Regions from separate parts of the Sus scrofa genome. Here region 1 is linked to region 2. Evidence: chromatin contacts called from public HiChIP or PLAC-seq data. All regions are on one chromosome and are shown on one strand. The core of a region is the stretch at or near the end of the contact, and the rest is flanking DNA. Distances in the headings are between cores, read along the strand shown.

What was found. HiChIP or PLAC-seq counts read pairs in DNA pulled down with a chosen protein or histone mark.
Region 1: an H3K27ac HiChIP or PLAC-seq map of skeletal muscle shows a contact between it and region 2. The contact joins two enhancer-like sites. A contact is called at or near these places in 2 of 2 datasets of contacts at active chromatin or transcription factors (alveolar macrophages and skeletal muscle).

What each region holds. Positions count from the first base shown.
Region 1 is chr1:190,656,718-190,659,417 of Sscrofa11.1, reverse strand. All of the region lies in intron 6 of HIF1A (hypoxia inducible factor 1, alpha subunit (basic helix-loop-helix transcription factor)), which reads right to left. It also overlaps the pseudogene LOC106507611. Among named protein-coding and RNA genes, the nearest start is that of SNAPC1, 20 kb to the left of the region's middle. Within about 2 kb of position 1,272, at least 9 of the 83 cell types and tissues checked have an H3K27ac peak or open chromatin away from gene starts, as enhancers often do. A contact at or near this core is called in alveolar macrophages and skeletal muscle, where this site is marked.
Region 2 is chr1:190,491,320-190,494,019 of Sscrofa11.1, reverse strand. No RefSeq gene overlaps it. Among named protein-coding and RNA genes, the nearest start is that of HIF1A, 130 kb to the left of the region's middle. Within about 2 kb of position 1,294, at least 19 of the 83 cell types and tissues checked have an H3K27ac peak or open chromatin away from gene starts, as enhancers often do. A contact at or near this core is called in alveolar macrophages and skeletal muscle, where this site is marked.

The DNA of each region.
Region 1 (2,700 bases), core at 23-2,522, 170 kb before region 2:
AAAAACTAGGAGTTCCCGTTGTGGCTCAGTGGGTTAAAAAACAGTCTCCTTGAGATAAAGGTTTGATCCCTGGCCTCGCTCAGTGGGTTAAGGATCTGGCTTTGCCACGAGCTGCGGCAAAGGCTGCTGAGATGGATCATATCAGGTATGATGTGGTGTAGGCCTGCAGTTATAGCTCTGATTTGATCCCTAGCCCAGGAACTTCCATATGCTGCAGGTATGACCATTAAAAAATAAATAAATAAAATAAAAACTAATTACTCAGAGTTCCCATCATGGCTCAGCGGTAACAAACCCAACTAGTATCCATGAGGATGCAGATTCAATTCCTGGCCTTACTCAATGGGTTAAGGATCTGGCAGTGCTGTGAGCTGTGGTGTAGGTCGCAGATGCGGCTCAGATCCTGTGTTGCTATGGCTGGTGTAGGCCGGCAGCTATAGCTCCGATTAGACCCCTAGCCCGGGAACTTCCATATGTCATGGATGCCACCCTAAAAAGACAAAAAAATAAAAAAAATAAAAACTAATTCCTCAAAAAAGGAAGGGCATCTCTCTTCTATCATACACTGACATAAACACTGGCAGTAAATGCCATAAAATACTTCTTGGCTCTTCTATCTTCATTTTTCTTAACTCTAACCCCAGCGGTCAAACAGTCACTGTGTGTAATAGGTGCTCAACACTCTTTTAATCCTTACAAGCATGACCCTTTTTTAACAGATAAGGACCATGAGATTTACAACAGTGCCTAAGATCCAGGTCACACTGTTACCAGGACTGCAAGCCAGCATGGAATCAAGGATTATGTGATACAAAGCCAGTGCCCTCTCACATTCCTTGTACAGTGGGGCAGAGGCTTCTTATCTACTTTATAGTTAGCACTAAGGACTTAAAGTTGTTTTCCTCATATAATCTTCAAGTTGAAGATGATACTAATACACGCATTATACTTTATCTAAAGTAGAGATTATTAAAGATGAAGAAAATGATGCACAAAGAAAAGAAGTAATGTGTCTAAGGTCACCCGGATATAGGCAGTCAGGATTTAGCAGTCTAGCTACAGAACATATGCTTTCAGCCATGGTCATACAGCCTTAAAGCAAAAAATGGTACAAGCAAGCAAATAATTGCAAAAGCAGAAAAAAGGCCATGACAGACTTACATACATGAAACAGTAATTTCTTAAAGAAACAAGGAAAGCTCTACAAATAGATGCAGTAGGTAGCTCTTGGAAGCTAAGTATGTGTTTGGAGTTGAGGATAGCATCATTGCACTAAGACAGCAGAACAGCATGTGGAGCTCTCAGGCTATAGGCGACCACAGCAGAAGGGGGTCTTTTCCTCCTCCCAATTAATTTGGAGAAGTCAGAAGAGGCCAGATCATAAGTATCTTTGCTTGCTATGCTAAGAAGTTTAGATTTTATTGCCTGGGCCTGTTTTTTTCCCCCAGCTTTTCAAAATGCATGTCTTATTTTGATAAATAAAAATGTGCTATCCTTCTAATATATTTATAAACAAAAAAGGTTTTTTTTTTGTTTGTTTTTTTTTTTTTTTGGTATGTGAAGATGAAGGAGGGAAGCAGCTGAGGCATTTTCAACAGGAGTATGACATGATCTAATTTTCACATTAGGAAGTCCACTTCTTGGAAACCTGGATGAGATTAAAAGGGCACAAATCTGCTGGCAGAGATGCAGTTCATGCCAAATGTAATAATAAGCTGAAGAACTCAAAGGCAGGCAGACAAGAGTGGAAGGAGGAAATGGATCAAGAGATACATGCAAATGGTAATCTATTAAAATTTAGAGACCAACTGAGTGTAGATAATGAAAGCAAAAGAAAAGTTAAGAATGACTTAATTTTTGCTGGAGTCATGTGTATACTGTGGTATATCAATCATGATATTCATTATAAGAGGAAAAGCAGTTTTTGAAATTGTTTTGGGGTAGGAGTGGTTCAGTTTAGTTTCAGAAATTTTTAGTTTATAATATAGAAGAACATACCTCCAGATAAAAATATCAAATTGGCAATGAAATGGAAATAGTTATAAATAGAAATACGGGAAGTCGCAACAGAAACCGTGGCCAAAAATGAAACTGCTCAGGAAACTATGTAGGGTGAGGAGACGACCAAAAACTTTCCTTTCTAGTCCACAATCAAAAGTAATCTATCCCCTTTGCAAATGAAGCAATCAACAAGGGATTAATCTCCAAAATATACCAATATCTCATACAGCTTTACATTAAAAAATTTTTTTAAATAGGCTCATTTTGCTAGATTGGGCTGTTTAGCGCCTGTTACTGCAAAGGTGACTCACTTCATCCCATTTTTTTGATACTTTTATACTGGGAGGAGATCTTCATATTCTTCTAAGCTCTTTTACCTAAAAACTTAAAGCCTGGACTTTTCCTACAATTTAGCTCTTTGTTTTTGTTTTTTTTCTTTTTTTCTTTTCCCTCTTCAACTCAGCATGAGTGTGGATCCAGCTTGTCCCCAAAGCATCCAATTCTAGGGAATCTTCACCAATGCCTGACGTTTACAGGTCTGTAGAAAATTATGTCTCCTTGCAGATGTCATGTGCTTAAACCCTCAACACAGAAACTGAACAGCCCTGATTCTCCCACATGCCCCAGAATAAAACCACTGCCCATGTCTGAAGAGAAGAGCACAGAAAAGAAAGAAGTAAAGGTTCCAGTCAAGAAGTA
Region 2 (2,700 bases), core at 45-2,544:
ATTTATTGCCTCTCTACCCTCCTGCTGGGCTATGTTATTTTATCAAAACAATGCAATAGGAGCGAGGGCCAATGACTGGCCTCCTGAATCATCTATTGTTAGAGCTGTTTCTTGCAGTGCATTAAAAAGGGCCCTCCCAGTAGTTCCCCTTTGTGCAAGAAGCCCATTTGTAACAAGACACTGCTGGCAAGCAAGCTACTGTGCAAAGCTGCTTTGGCTCTTTCTGCCTGCTGCCAGGTAGCTGCTGGTTGGTGTCTGAGCAGGAAGTTTTCTGTGATAGTGTTGATGGTGCTGATTCTGAAGAGGGTGGGGTGTTCTTTGCTGTAGTAGCTTCAGAGACCACTCTCTGCACTACTACCCACACCCTATGCCCACGCTCATGGGAAGGATGAGGTGGAAGCTGAGAGAGAGAAGCATCAGGCAAATTTCTGCAGACCCAGCGATGTTATTTTTCACTTTCTCTGCTACAGGACATCCCACACTTTTTATAAATATTTATAGGACAATTTCCCTCTTGAGAGAGCCCAAGTGTGGGCGATGGCGGGGAGGATGAAGGGAGAGAGGAGGAAAACGGCAGTGCTTGCATTGTATGAGTGAAGTTGGGGGAAAACCCTGATGGCTTGTTTCAGGCCAATCTCCTCATCTGCAAGAGGAAGAGCTGGGCTAGATTAGAGATACTAAAGCAGGGCTCTGTGATTAAGCCAGTAACTCCCTGCAGTTATAAGCAATGTTTCATCATTGTGGAATTTTTTCCAAGGCAAGAGCTAATAAATTTCAACAGTTTCTCAAAGGGTCCGTGATTCACAAAATGTTCATCAGCACCTTTTCAGGCAGGATCATCTTCTAGGCCAACCTAGAGTGAATATCTGGGGTGCTGAGGCTTCTAGCAGCAGCGGAGATCAAGTTCAGGTCACGGGACTAGGCAGGTTGGGGCAGCCACTCAGAATCGTTTTCAGCAGGGTCGGCAGGGGGCTGACTCTCAGCAACCTCATTTCACAGAGGGCAGGCTGAGCTGCGGTCAATTCAAGTGACTCTAAACCTCTGAGTTGGGAGCCGAGTCTGGACCAGAACCCAAGCCTGATATAGAGAGTCCAGGTCCGCACTGCTGAAAAGCACCTTCAATCAGGCCGTCGTTTCGGAAGGGCAAGACATTTGTGACCACAGCGCCAGGAGCTCAGCTGGCTATTTCTAGCTTGCTGAATGTCAAAAATCCAGGCCGCTTCTCACAGCAGCCTCCACTTGTCAGACCAAATCAAGGCATCGGAGCGTCAAGCAGGCGAATCAGCTGCCTTCAGCTCCAGCCTTGCTGCGCCCGCCTGCGCGGTGCACCTGACCTGGTCCTTGCGCAGCCCTGCCCCCACGCCCACCTATACCCCCTGGTCCAGCCTGTGCGGACTCGAGGGTTTTCTTAGCGAGGACCCACTGGCTTGGCAGTCTGCTAGGACCCAGTGTGACGCCAGGAGATGTTCTCCTATGGCTTTTGACCCCAACATCAGACTGGGCAAGACACTCTGCCTTCTCTCTGGTTTTATTTTATTTTATTTTGACTCTTCCACTTTCACTTGCATCTCTTTCTCAATGCGACTCCCACCTCCCACTCCAGTTCTTTTCTAAATCCAAATCAATGAGCTGGTTTGTGTCTGCAGAGTCCAGTTTCACAGCCACACAAGCAAACACCAGTCCTGTGTGTCTGCTGTCGTTTTCCTTTCATGGAAATATTAGAACAATTGTGGGGTTAGGCTTTGGACACCGCTGGCTGACTTGACCCTCAGGGAGCTGACAGCCTCCTGGGGGAGAGAATGTGATATTTAAAATTGTGATTTGAAGGTTTCAGAGGCGGCAGTGAGCAGGGTAGGAAGAGAGAACAGGCAATAGGGTGAGACTTGAAAGAAGGCAGGGTGGCCATTCGTGTGAAGACATGGGAGCCAGTGCCACCTGATAAGCTAAGGAGGAGCCGAGAAAGGAACATGGGTCAGAGAAAAGTGGGTAGACTTTATCCTGCCCATGCAGGCCTTTTGGAGGGTATTTTGCTGTTGTTTTGCTTTGCTTTGGATGGTTTTAACCACGGCAGTCACTGGTCAGATATGTTTTCTTAGGTGGAGCTGGAAGCGGGACTCCTCTAAGTCTGATCACAGGGGTTGCAGCATCATGGAAGCCATGTTCCTCCACTTGAGGCTCAAATAACCCATTTTCTTTTGCTCACCCCATGCCGGCCCTGCTGCTTTATTCCTCTCCTTAGCACCACTCTGACTGGTTTGGCCTTCTGCATCTTGCTGGCCCTTACCTAACCTTTAGGTAAGGTGCTAGGTTGACTGTACTTCTAATCACCACCCTATTTTCAACACTCATTGACTCAATAAATGTAAGTGGCTGCTCTGTGCCAGGTGCTATGCTCTTCATTGGGGGTATACAGAAGAGAAGATTCACATGTTTCCTGACCCCAAAGAGCTTAGAATTTGTCCAATGTTTCCCAAATTTGCTCATTCATCAGCGTCAACTGTAAAGGTTTTTTTTTTTTTTTTTTTTTTTTTTTTTTTTTTTTTTTTTAAATGCAGCTGATTGAACATCACCTGGGCTGAGGGCTAAATGGGAATCTTTGGGGGTAAGTTCCAGGGAGCCATGTTATTGAAACTCTCCTCCAGGTAATTCTGCTAGGCAGTCCAAACCACTGAGCCTTAGAGGAATGCTGGACTGGAATTT